4 separate regions of the Sus scrofa genome follow, and regions 1, 2 and 4 are each linked to region 3. The links are chromatin contacts, called in public Hi-C and HiChIP or PLAC-seq maps. All regions are on one chromosome and are shown on one strand. The core of a region is the stretch at or near the end of the contact, and the rest is flanking DNA. Distances in the headings are between cores, read along the strand shown.

The links. Hi-C and Micro-C count contacts between places; a contact is called where the count stands out from the background. HiChIP or PLAC-seq counts read pairs in DNA pulled down with a chosen protein or histone mark.
Region 1: a Hi-C map of alveolar macrophages shows a contact between it and region 3, with 2.9 times the contacts expected there. The contact joins two enhancer-like sites. A contact is called at or near these places in 5 of 5 promoter capture datasets (fetal liver, fetal skeletal muscle, liver and 1 more), 26 of 47 Hi-C or Micro-C datasets (adipocytes, adipose tissue, alveolar macrophages and 16 more) and 2 of 2 datasets of contacts at active chromatin or transcription factors (alveolar macrophages and skeletal muscle).
Region 2: a contact with region 3 is called in an H3K27ac HiChIP or PLAC-seq map of alveolar macrophages. The contact joins two enhancer-like sites. A contact is called at or near these places in 2 of 5 promoter capture datasets (fetal skeletal muscle and liver), 12 of 47 Hi-C or Micro-C datasets (alveolar macrophages, embryonic fibroblasts, fetal heart ventricle and 7 more) and 2 of 2 datasets of contacts at active chromatin or transcription factors (alveolar macrophages and skeletal muscle).
Region 4: an H3K27ac HiChIP or PLAC-seq map of alveolar macrophages shows a contact between it and region 3. The contact joins the promoter of ZSWIM2 here to the enhancer-like site in region 3. A contact is called at or near these places in 5 of 5 promoter capture datasets (fetal liver, fetal skeletal muscle, liver and 1 more), 26 of 47 Hi-C or Micro-C datasets (adipocytes, adipose tissue, alveolar macrophages and 16 more) and 2 of 2 datasets of contacts at active chromatin or transcription factors (alveolar macrophages and skeletal muscle).

The regions. Positions count from the first base shown.
Region 1 is chr15:91,884,851-91,887,578 of Sscrofa11.1, reverse strand. No RefSeq gene overlaps it. Among named protein-coding and RNA genes, the nearest start is that of ZSWIM2, 21 kb to the right of the region's middle. Within about 2 kb of position 1,323, at least 2 of the 83 cell types and tissues checked have an H3K27ac peak or open chromatin away from gene starts, as enhancers often do. A contact at or near this core is called in alveolar macrophages, where this site is marked.
Region 2 is chr15:91,969,380-91,972,079 of Sscrofa11.1, reverse strand. No RefSeq gene overlaps it. Among named protein-coding and RNA genes, the nearest start is that of ZSWIM2, 110 kb to the right of the region's middle. Within about 2 kb of position 1,444, at least 4 of the 83 cell types and tissues checked have an H3K27ac peak or open chromatin away from gene starts, as enhancers often do. A contact at or near this core is called in alveolar macrophages, where this site is marked.
Region 3 is chr15:92,334,322-92,337,083 of Sscrofa11.1, reverse strand. No RefSeq gene overlaps it. Among named protein-coding and RNA genes, the nearest start is that of TFPI, 49 kb to the left of the region's middle. Within about 2 kb of position 1,428, at least 2 of the 83 cell types and tissues checked have an H3K27ac peak or open chromatin away from gene starts, as enhancers often do. A contact at or near this core is called in alveolar macrophages, where this site is marked.
Region 4 is chr15:91,863,839-91,866,665 of Sscrofa11.1, reverse strand. It overlaps ZSWIM2 (E3 ubiquitin-protein ligase ZSWIM2), which reads left to right and starts at 1,441. Exons shown (of 9, transcript XM_021075296.1): 1 at 1,441-2,700. The coding sequence starts at 2,536.

The DNA.
Region 1 (2,728 bases), core at 74-2,573, 450 kb after region 3:
CCTAAATTTCTAAGAGAGTTTAAAAAAAAAGGCTATACTTGAATAGCACACAAATCACTTTGCTTGATGATGTGGTTGTAATCTAAATATGTAATTCAAAGAATAATCATTGGAATTTTTTCTTAAGAATTACTCAAGTGAAATATTCTTTCCGTGTCATGTAATGTACAGTATTCAACAAATTTTGACCATCTGACAAGTGTCAAATGATAGCACAGCCCTTTTTCTATGGGAAACTTGCTGCAAATGACATATCACTTCACTCCCTGCTCTTAAATTCTAGAACACTTTAAAATTCTGAGCCCAAATCTGGCATACATGTATTCTCAGAATTTCTAGACTTTCAACATGATCAGGTTATTTATAAATCCTTACTCTCCACATCTTAGCATTGTAATCCACCTCTCTTACCTGCAGGCAGAGATGGCTCTGTTAAAATGCTACCCTGTCTGGTACTTTACATTCTCTATTAATAACTTAAATAGCCTGTTGGTAAAACTCTGCAGTCTTTACTCTCAGCTCTTATTTTCCCAACATTTTTTAAAGGATTTTTTTTGTTTGTTTGTTTAAGGAACAAAAAGCTCACATAAAAAGGTGGAAAAGGAGATAGATGATGAATCTTAAAGAACCCAAAGCATGAAGAATACACAGCCTTTATGGAAAACCAAACCTAGAAACTGGAACATTATTAATGTTAGGTTGTTCTTCATAATTTTGCCTTTTCTCACTTTTCTCACTGTTTAGAATATGGGCCTTGGGAGTTCCCATCACAGCGCAGTGGTTAACGAATCCGACTAGGAACCATGAGGTTGCAGGTTCGATCCCTGACCTTGCTCAGTGGGTTAAGGATCCGGCGTTGCTGTGAGCTGTGGTATAGGTTGCAGATGCGGCTAGGATCCCGCATTGCTGTGGCTCTGGTATAGGCCGGTGGCTACAGCTCCGATTCGACCCCTAGCCTGGGAACCTCCATATGCCACGGGAGCAGCCCAAGAAATGGCAAAAAGACAAAAATAAATAAATAAAAATATAAATAGAATATGGGCCTTGAATCAGTCTACAATCTTGCTCCACCATTTGCTAGCTATATGACTTCAGATGAACTTTTTAATATACCTAAGCCTTTTTTCCCCATCTTAAAAATGGTAACCATAAAGTACCTCTCTAATGCAGAAATGATGACATTAGAGATGTAAAATCAAATGCAATTGCTTGTAGTTATGTAATAAGTGCTCCATAAGAGTAAGCGCTTATTATCTCTGCTTCTTCCTGTGCCTACACTGAATCACTCAAGTTCAATATGGCTACTGCCCAAACTCTACAATCACAACCTGGTACTTTTCCCCAACTGACTCATCATCCTATTTAAGCAATACAACACAGACAATGATGTGGCTAATATTGGGTCAACTGTCCTCTATTGCTTAAGTAATTGTTGCCCACAGCCAGGCTTTTGAGGCATGAAGGGTAGCCCTGAATTCACATGGCAATGGAACACGTCTTGAACACTGTGTCCTGAATCTATAAACTACATACTCTAGGTGAGTTATTGGTCATGTTTTTAAGTCACTATGTTGCTGTTTATAAAAAATTGGTGTTTATATATTATAGGGCTGGATGAAAAGTGTACTGATATACTACTTAAGGATTTTTTCCTGTCTCCTCTGCCTCTAAATAGCTGTTTTGTACTAAGCAAATTATTTCACCTCTCTGATCACTGGATATATCAACTGTATAATGTAATCTATATAGATCAGTGTTTCTCAAACTCATATCTCCACATAGCCATGGCAGATGGCAGCTCACAGGCACAACACTTTCCCACAGATGAAATGAACAATAGATTAGGAGCAATTCCTGATTCTTTCTCTGTAACTTTACCCCTTTTCCTACAACTCACAAAAAAATATGCCTATAAGTGGATAAATCAGACCACTTACACATAAAACATCATAAATAATCTCTAAAACTTCTTCTGTTCTAAGAATTCTAAGAAAGTTCCAGACAAATTCAAAGATCCTCTAGGTAAACTAAAGTAGCATAAATTTGTTACATTTCTCCAGTAACCTTGCAGCCTTATTACATTAAATGAACAAATATTTGGGTTAGAATTAGTTTTATATGTGCAGAAAAAAGGAAAGTGGTTGTCCCTTAGGCTGGTTGAATGGTTAATAAAATCACATAATTATTCCTATCTATTAACATTTGCAGGATTTTTGTATGAAATATTGACAAAGATATATGGAGTTTATTATTCAATCTCAAACACAGACCACTTTTTGTTAGCACTCTCAAGAAATAATTCATGGAGTATCCTACATACAAAAGAATCATTCATTTCTAACAACTTTCAAGTATCTTTTTGGGTCATCATTGAATATGGGCATTTCCTTCTGTCAAAAATGTCCTCTTTGCAAAAAAAGTTTGACAGAGAATAGACAAATCTAAAATTATCTTTCTTCCAGATTATCAGGATGTTTTATTAACAAAGGTGTATCAAAGTTTTATATTATTCCAATATTTCTACAGGGCCAATTGCCCTCAAGCTATTCCCGGTGGTCACATCCCTACATTGATGGCAGAGAGAACAATTCTTTAAGCACAGGATTTCCTCTTCAGCGGCTGCAAAACTGCAAGGATCTTGGTTTGGAACAACTTTGAGCCAAGTATTTAATAGTAGGTAATAATAGCATATTACTTACTATGGGGCCAAGTGACAGACCCCAGACAA
Region 2 (2,700 bases), core at 195-2,694, 370 kb after region 3:
AACTTTAAGAACTATATGTAGCAGGAGCTAAAGGAAAAAAAAAAAAAGAGTTAGAACCAAAGCCAGATTTCCACATGAGAGACAACACAAGGGAAAAACATAGGACTCTAGAAAGAACTAATTAATGATCTATTTGTATGGTTGCAACTGTAGAAACTGGAAGCTTGTCGTCTCAGCCAGGGATGTGCAAATGGGGATTTCCAGAATCCCATCAGGGCAGTTACTAAAAATTAAATTGTAATATACCAATCAGTTGCTGCTTCTCTAGAAACTAAAAAAACCTAAATAATATTTGGAAAGATATAGAATTATAAGTTTCTGTTTTTGTTTCTGCTAGGGCTCCAGTTAATTTCTTAATTAAAGTTGTGTCCATATAGAAGTCAATGTCAGAGTCTGGCATTGGATCAGGTTTTCAGTTTCTTTAAGATAACTTTGTTTTTCTTTAACCAAGATTGATAATAAACAACAACAGTGTTTCTTACTTACTTCCTTAGACTGGTGGCAAAGTTTAGGAGACCCTGTTTCATAGATAAAGTAGACCTTAACAGGTTCTGTCTTTGTTGAAGCCCTTACTTCCACATTCCCATTTAGATGCTAGAATTCCAATCTCAGTCTTTAAGGCCTACACACCATTTTAATCTCCCTACCATATACATTTCAGTGATTTTATCTCTTTATGGCACTGGCTTGAAATTTTCTCATTTCTGCCACTTGTGTAATTTCCTTCTTTAAATTAATTACACATTTTAAAAAGTTTATATTTTTTAGTAGTGTCAGATCAAAATGCCAAAAGTTAATCAGTTAACTCCTGATTATATCAGGAGGATATAGGGAATACCCTCCTAATATAGGGTAAAGCCAGTACTTTTAAATGAATCCATATCCACATATTTTTTATTAATGATTTGAAATGACAATTAAACATGCTTTCAAATGTTAGTTTCTGCTATGGTCTGAATGTTTGTGTCCCTCTGGAATTGATATGTTGAAATCCTGATACCCAATGTGATGGTATTAGGAGGTGAGGACTTCAGGAGATGCTTAGGTTATGAGGGTAGAGCCCAAATGAAAGGGGTTTATTCTGTGACCCTGAAGAGGCCCCTCACTCAACCATGCTAGTACCCTGATCTTGAACTTTCAGCCTCCAGAACTGTGAGAAATAAATTCCTATTATTATATAAGCATCCAGTCTATGGTACTTTGTTATAGCAACCGAAACTGACCAAGACAGGCTCTGTAGTCAAACTTCTTAAATCAAATATCTATAATGCAAAATCCCACATACACATACAAGCATGCACACAACACACTAAATTAAAACTAGTTTCAGGTATACCCTGGTTGTTTCCATAATTGGATTCTTATTCTCTTGCTACCTTTCACTGGCTTTCTGAAAACATCAATAGTCACTAAAGCCATGTTCTGAATAGGCAGGTTTCAACTCCTATTATTTCATCACTGGACTCCTCCCAAATTGAGTTTAGCAAGAGTCATTCTGAAATCAACCCAGAAAGTCACAAAAGAACAAATTGGGGTCATCTGACTCATTCTACTCGTGACTTAAAGTGCACTAGAACCCACATCTCCAGAGAGAAAGTTAATTAATAAAGTACTGCCAGTCAAATGATATTACTTGTTTCAGTTTCTTTTAAACTTTGAGTCAGAGGAGAGACAAGGTGGAGAAAGACGAGAAAGAGAAATGAGTGTTTTTCTATAGAACATTACCAAATTGCTGAAAATAATTGTTTTTATATCATAATTTGGAAATACTTGCAAAGAGAGGATGATATGATCCATAAGCTTTACTAAGTCATCTTTTTGAAAACATTTTAAATCATACTTCTAAAATAAAAAGTAATGTTTATTAAAATCCTTTTTTTTAATATTCCATTTCTGAGTTCAAAATACTACACATCCCTAGAAGTCTAAAACTGAAGTGTGGTTTGTGGTACAACAAATTAAGGACCTGGCCTTTTCACTGTAGCAGCTTGGGTTGCTGCTGTGGCACAGGTTTGATCCCTGGCCAGGAAACTTCCACATGCTGCAAGCACAGGCAAAAAAAAAAAAGAAAAAAAAAAAAGATATTAAACACTCAAACTTATTTATCTGTCCTTCTCTACGTGAAATCTTGTGTTCTTAAGTCTTAGACAATTGTGTTGTTAGAAAACTATGATTTAACTGTATCTATATTACCAAAAATGTTGTAATAAAAAGTAAAATATTTAATCACTCATAATAATTTGTCTATTAACATCACATATTTTCTAAAATATGCTTAGTAAGTATCATCAAACACGACTACCCCAGACTCAAGAGACCATTACTATCAGCTCTTTCCTTCATATGAATTATTTGGGGTCATTAAAGACAGGAACAGAGACTGTTCTTCTCTAGGTTTGTTGTACTACAAAACCACTGATGTTGAGGAGGGTGAGCTTTTGTTATTCAGTTTGCTGCCGCTGAAAACATTAGTAGAACAATCAATTCTATTTGTCTATTCCAGTCTTAAACTCTCTTCCTCATGTTTCCTTTTCTCATCTTTTAACTGTTGTCTCCTGATTCTGTGATGAATATTTCTTTTCCTTCCTTTTTGTCCTCTATATCTCTTCCTAGTTGATCAATTATTTTGAAGCCTAGCTTAATGACCAACGCATAATAGTCTCTTGTCCAGTACATTTCTTTGAAAGAAAAACACTTTCA
Region 3 (2,762 bases), core at 179-2,678:
ATGATAGCTTTCTCAAAGGTGTAAAGAACTCTTAGGCAGATACATTGTTTATTCTTTAATATAATTCTTTAATATATGTATTATAGTTACACATTTCCTTATATTTAAAAGCTTTCACTGTATACAATAGTGATGTTAAACATGAATCAATTATTGAAAAGAGAATATAAATTGCTAATAATTTTACAAGTTATATAAATATGACAATAGTGGAATAAAATAGTCTGTACTGGGAAAACATTCATGCCATTTGGCATCTCTATAACTTAATTATTAATCTTTTAAGCAAAATATAATATGTGGTCATTTAATCAAATGCTACTTGGGTCAACACGCATAAACACAAAAGTTAAACAATTTATTTTCAAAATCAAGACTGATACTCAGCAAATAAGAAGCATTTCAGAATAAATCCACAATTCATATCCAGAGTATATACCAGCTAATACTAGCCTAGAAATAAGAACTATTTTAAACTCTTTCAGGAGTAGTGATTAGATTTTTCCAGATGAATTACTCTCAGTATTTATGTGCCACTTGTCAGTACAATATGGATAAGTATAGCTAGGGTTACCACATATAATTTTTCATCCAAACCAGGACACTGAGCACAAAAATAAAAACTGAAACTGCCCTAGCAAACAGGGGCACCCATTTAGGGGAGTTCATTTTGTGAGCTTTATGATTTTGTTATATTTTAAAACTTATTTTTAATTAGTCCACAGCATATCTCATTTGCCACTGCCAGTTCTTTATTCTAGCAACAGCTAGCCCTTTGGTGGAAAGGAGAGGCTCAAATTAGTGTGAAATCGATTTTAGTAATGGAAAATAACATATTCACTTTCAATAGTCTAGACATCAGATCTGGGTCCTTTAACCAAATACAGTTCATTAAGTAATAAAAATAACTTGAAAAATACTAAGCAATTTAGGTAAAATAATAGAAGGTCAGGTCAACTTATTTTCTAACTAGGATTTTTTTGATGTAGAGTATAAAAAAATGTGTTTCTCCTCAAATTATTGGTACATTTCGAACAAAGCATAGCATACACAATTTTGTTGATGTATAAATTATCTCTGGGTGTACATAATGACTTTCAAACAATTAAGAATAAAGAGGAATTATTAACTCATAACATAATACCTAAAAAACTTTACAGAAATAATTCTCAATTTTTTTTTTTCTTGCACTCTCATCAGGGACAGTCTGTTATGTTTCATTTAAAAGTGTTTTGTTTTGTTTTCATGGCAAAACTATGCTCCAAGGCAGTAGCCACATGATTTCAAAATAAGTGGTCAGTTCTACCCAAACCACATTTTTGGTCAAATGTGACTTAAGTTAGTCAAATAATATAAACAGTAATCCAGAGATTCTGAGATAGCTTCCTCCTGAGTGTTAGTCAAAGTCCATTTCACATGGTAATTAATACTCATTACTGGAGAACTACGGCCCTTGTGAGCCTTACATGGGACCACAAATGTAGGCACAATCCTGCATGTAGGATTCTGAAAAGGACAAGTATGACTAATTATTATTATATATGTCATACTTCATTCCTGGTTCTATAGAAAACCTTACTGAGTGCTCTGCATGGTTACATCTAGACTCTGTATTAGCAGTATTAGTTGCTGATTGCAGAGAATTTGTCTTCATGTGCTAGTCAAATCTATGTTGTAAACAACTAGATAACAGAATATACCCTATTTTTTCCTTAACTCCCCAACACAACTAGTACAACATCTAGCTCAAAATATAGGTTTGATCACTACTTATTAAATGATTGCAAGTGTCTTCAGTCTATTCTGGGAAAAGATTATTTTATAAATAATTAAGATATATCAGGTTGAACTGATGTATTGATGTCTCACTGGCTAGAATTACCTAATTGATTATCAAAACATTTTCATTTTGTTCTGCTCCACTTTACCAAATATTTGTTGTCTGTTTCACTGTTGAGAGGTCCCATGATCCATCTTTTCGCCTGACTCTCATATCCAGAATGATTCCTGAAAGGCCTCATTCCATTTATTTCACCTGGAGTTTATAAAATGGTGACTCTGAAGAATATGATTAGTGGGATGCAGTTTACCAGTTATTTCTAAATAAGGCTATTAAATGATATTAATAAAAACTATCCAAGGGCCTTCATGGAGTATAACTATGTGCTTGACCAATTATTTAAATATATAAATACTACAATTTCTATTAGGCTTTCCATTTAGTATAGCACTTGATGCATAGTAGAGGAAAAAGGATTGGTTTAAGAGTCTTATAAATTCAAAGCATAGATTTTTTTTCAATCACTAGACTTAACTAATGTTGGGCAAATAGAATCAATGAATCTTTGGAAAAAATAATACTTTTACAAACTTATTGGAAAAAGTTTCAGTTTTTTATAATATAAATTCAAAAGCTATATGTTGATCTCTTTATAGGGGTCAGATAATATACCAAGCACGAGAGATGAGACAGGGTCTCGGGTACATATTAAAGTCTAGTATTTGATTCTGCTCAGAATTTTATTTTATTTTTTCTTCTTTTTTAAATTTTTGTTTGTTTGTTTTTTAGGGTTGTACCCACGGCATATGGAGGTTCCCAAGCTAGGGGTCAAATCGGAGCTGTTGCCACTGGCCTACGCCACAGCCACAGCAACACCATCCAAGCCACGTCTTCGACCTACACCAAAGCTCAAGGCAATGCCAGATCCTTAGCCCACTGAGCAAGGCCAGGGATCAAACCCACAACCTCATGGTTCCTAGTC
Region 4 (2,827 bases), core at 192-2,691, 470 kb after region 3:
TTTGTATACACTAATATTCTGCCTTTCTTTTGTCTCATTATCCAGAGGTAAATACAAATTCCTATATTCATTGTATATATTTACCTCTTGATAACCAGGGCATTACAGCCAGTTCATTTACCTGTCTTCCACTGGCACCTCTGCATATTGCTTATTATGTGTTAGGGCACTAAGCCAGAAGCTGAAGTTTCCTAATAGCCTATACCTCCCTAACACTATTCCAGAAGTAAGTATACTCCATACACACACTCCAGATATTCTCAGTTATCCCAAACCAGCTGACTTTTTCCACTGACTTCTGTTATTCTTCTTCTCACCCCTCAGGGCCTTTTCTTCCATACGATTCCAAGGCCTATTACTCTAGGCCCTGTTTCCTATATCTTAATTTGCAGCTATAAAAATCTCTTAAATCCTGTCTTTCATGACAAAATTGTATCACTAAAGAGGCTAAAACTTAATTCATGAAATTCAAAGCTTATCAGTAGCTTTCTAGCACTAACCATTTCCCTCTTCCCTGGGGCAATATACTTCAAAATGTAACTTGGAGGGGAATACTGTGAATTTAAGGGAAAAATTTAATCCCCTGATTTAATATTTGCAAAATATTACCCGTCACATACTTTTAAGAGATGAATCAAACATATGAGATGGTCACCTGCCTATAAAAATGTTTTTAAAGTCTTAACTGACAGACACAAAAACAAATGTCTTACAGTTAGACTAAAGTTCTGTCTAGCAATCTGTGCTTTCTCTTTATAATTTCTATGAAAGTATGAATACTGTTCCTTTTGCCATCCCCCCAAATAGAATTTATGAACTTATCTATATTCAGTTGACATAATGACAATTGTGTTTTAAAGATGTGACCTTTTTGAAATGGTGTTTATCACTTACACATGTAGCAAGTATTATCTAATTGTAAGAAGTAAAACAATTAACAATTACTTGCTATTGTTTGTTTTTTAAAGTTCTCTTCAAGGTATTTCTTAAATAACTATATTACATAATATATTTGTATGATATATTGAGATATACAATAAATGGATATATGTACATATGTATGTATGTACATGGAGAAAGAAAGGGAGAAGAGGGGAATGGTGATTGAATAAAGTGCCTTCACTCTGAAACCTTACTCTTAGTTACAAAGAAAGTGCAGATTGCCATTTGAGTCTTTTTAATTATTAGCATTGGAGTTCCCATTGTGGCTCAGTGGAAGCAAATCTGACTAGTGTCCGTGAGGAGCCAGGTTCCATCCCTGGCCTCACTCAGTGGGTTAAGGATGTGGCATTGCCATTACCTTGTGGTATAGGTTGCACACGTGGCTTGCATCTGGCGTTGCTGTAGCTGTGGCACAGGCCAGCGGCTACAGCTCTGATTTGACCCCTAGCCTGGGAATTTCTGTGTGCCTCTGGTGCAGCCCTAAAAAGACAAAAAAAAAAAAAAAACTAAAAAGAATTACTAGTATTAATAAACACACTAAGTGAATTTAATTTACAAGTTATTTTGGTTTCAATATGAGGTTTTTTCTTAATATATAAGGTTTTACTTTAATATCTACCACTATTAAATTGATGGTAAAGTTGAGTATGGTACTGTGTATGTTAGTTGTTATTAGTCAGAATAGGAGAGTGGAGATAAAATTTAGTTGTTAAAACCTTAGATCTTGGATTGAATGCTATTTATCTGGATGTTTCACATGTGAAAGCTGCCACTTCCATCATCTTTTTCCATATTGTGGCATTTTTTTTCCTTCCTGCTCTTGACATAATCTAGTTGTGAATTCCTTCCACGACAAAATGGGACAAAAATCCCCTATCTCCCATCTTTATGTTACCTGGCTACCAACTGGCTATTTCCTGATTTCATTTTTTTAAAGAAGGATTCCAGTAATATGACCTCTTCATTTGACATACTTTATTACAGCTCTCTACCTAGAACATAGCAAAAAAGCTCATAGACCTACACACACACACACACACACACACACACCCCAATTTAAGGATCTAACTTTCCAGGTTAGACTCTTGTCTTCCACATCTTTGATCTTCCCCCAGCAAACTCATTCAGATTACGCACATAGTGAGCAATCGAGAAATGTTTGTGGAACATAGTTGAATGTCCACAATTATTCTGAGCTTTCTGATAAAAATGATGACTCATCACAGAATAAATTTAGCATGAAGAGCCCAAACTTTAACTGGGCTGTGCGACTGTCCTAATAGAATTCACAAGCCCTGCCTGCTAGGAACCTGCAGAAGGAACGTGAGAATTTGACAGCAATATTATTTGGCCACTAGCTTTTAATCAGCCAGGTGGCAATTAGAAACACTCCTTAGTCAGAAGCTTTGCTTTAGGAAGGAAGGAGTGGAGGCGGGTGTGAGCTGCAGAAGCTCCACTCAGCGCAAGGCATGCCGGGACACTGCGGAGCTCAATCACCGTCACCAAGGCAACCAGTGCGCACGCGGTGGTCATGGAGACAGGCCGGCGACTCAGAGCCTAGCTGAGGGGCTGCCTTCGTCCTGGCAGGGCAAGATGCTTCGAGGAGGCTATAAGGCCTCTGAAAGGCGAAGACACTTGAGCGACCGCCTCAGCCGGCGACAAGACCAGGCGCTGAGCAGCAGTATCTACCTCCTACGCGAAATGGGCCCCACTGCCTTCCTGCTGAGGGAGGAGGAGCCGGAAAACAAGGATTTCCGAGTAACTACCGCCCCCAACTCGGTCCCAGCAGGCCGGATCCGCTGGGTCCCCACAGGCCTACCCTGTATGAACCCCACTGGCAAATGTTGCAGACTCTAAAGATGTGCAAATTGCAGAGGGAAATAAT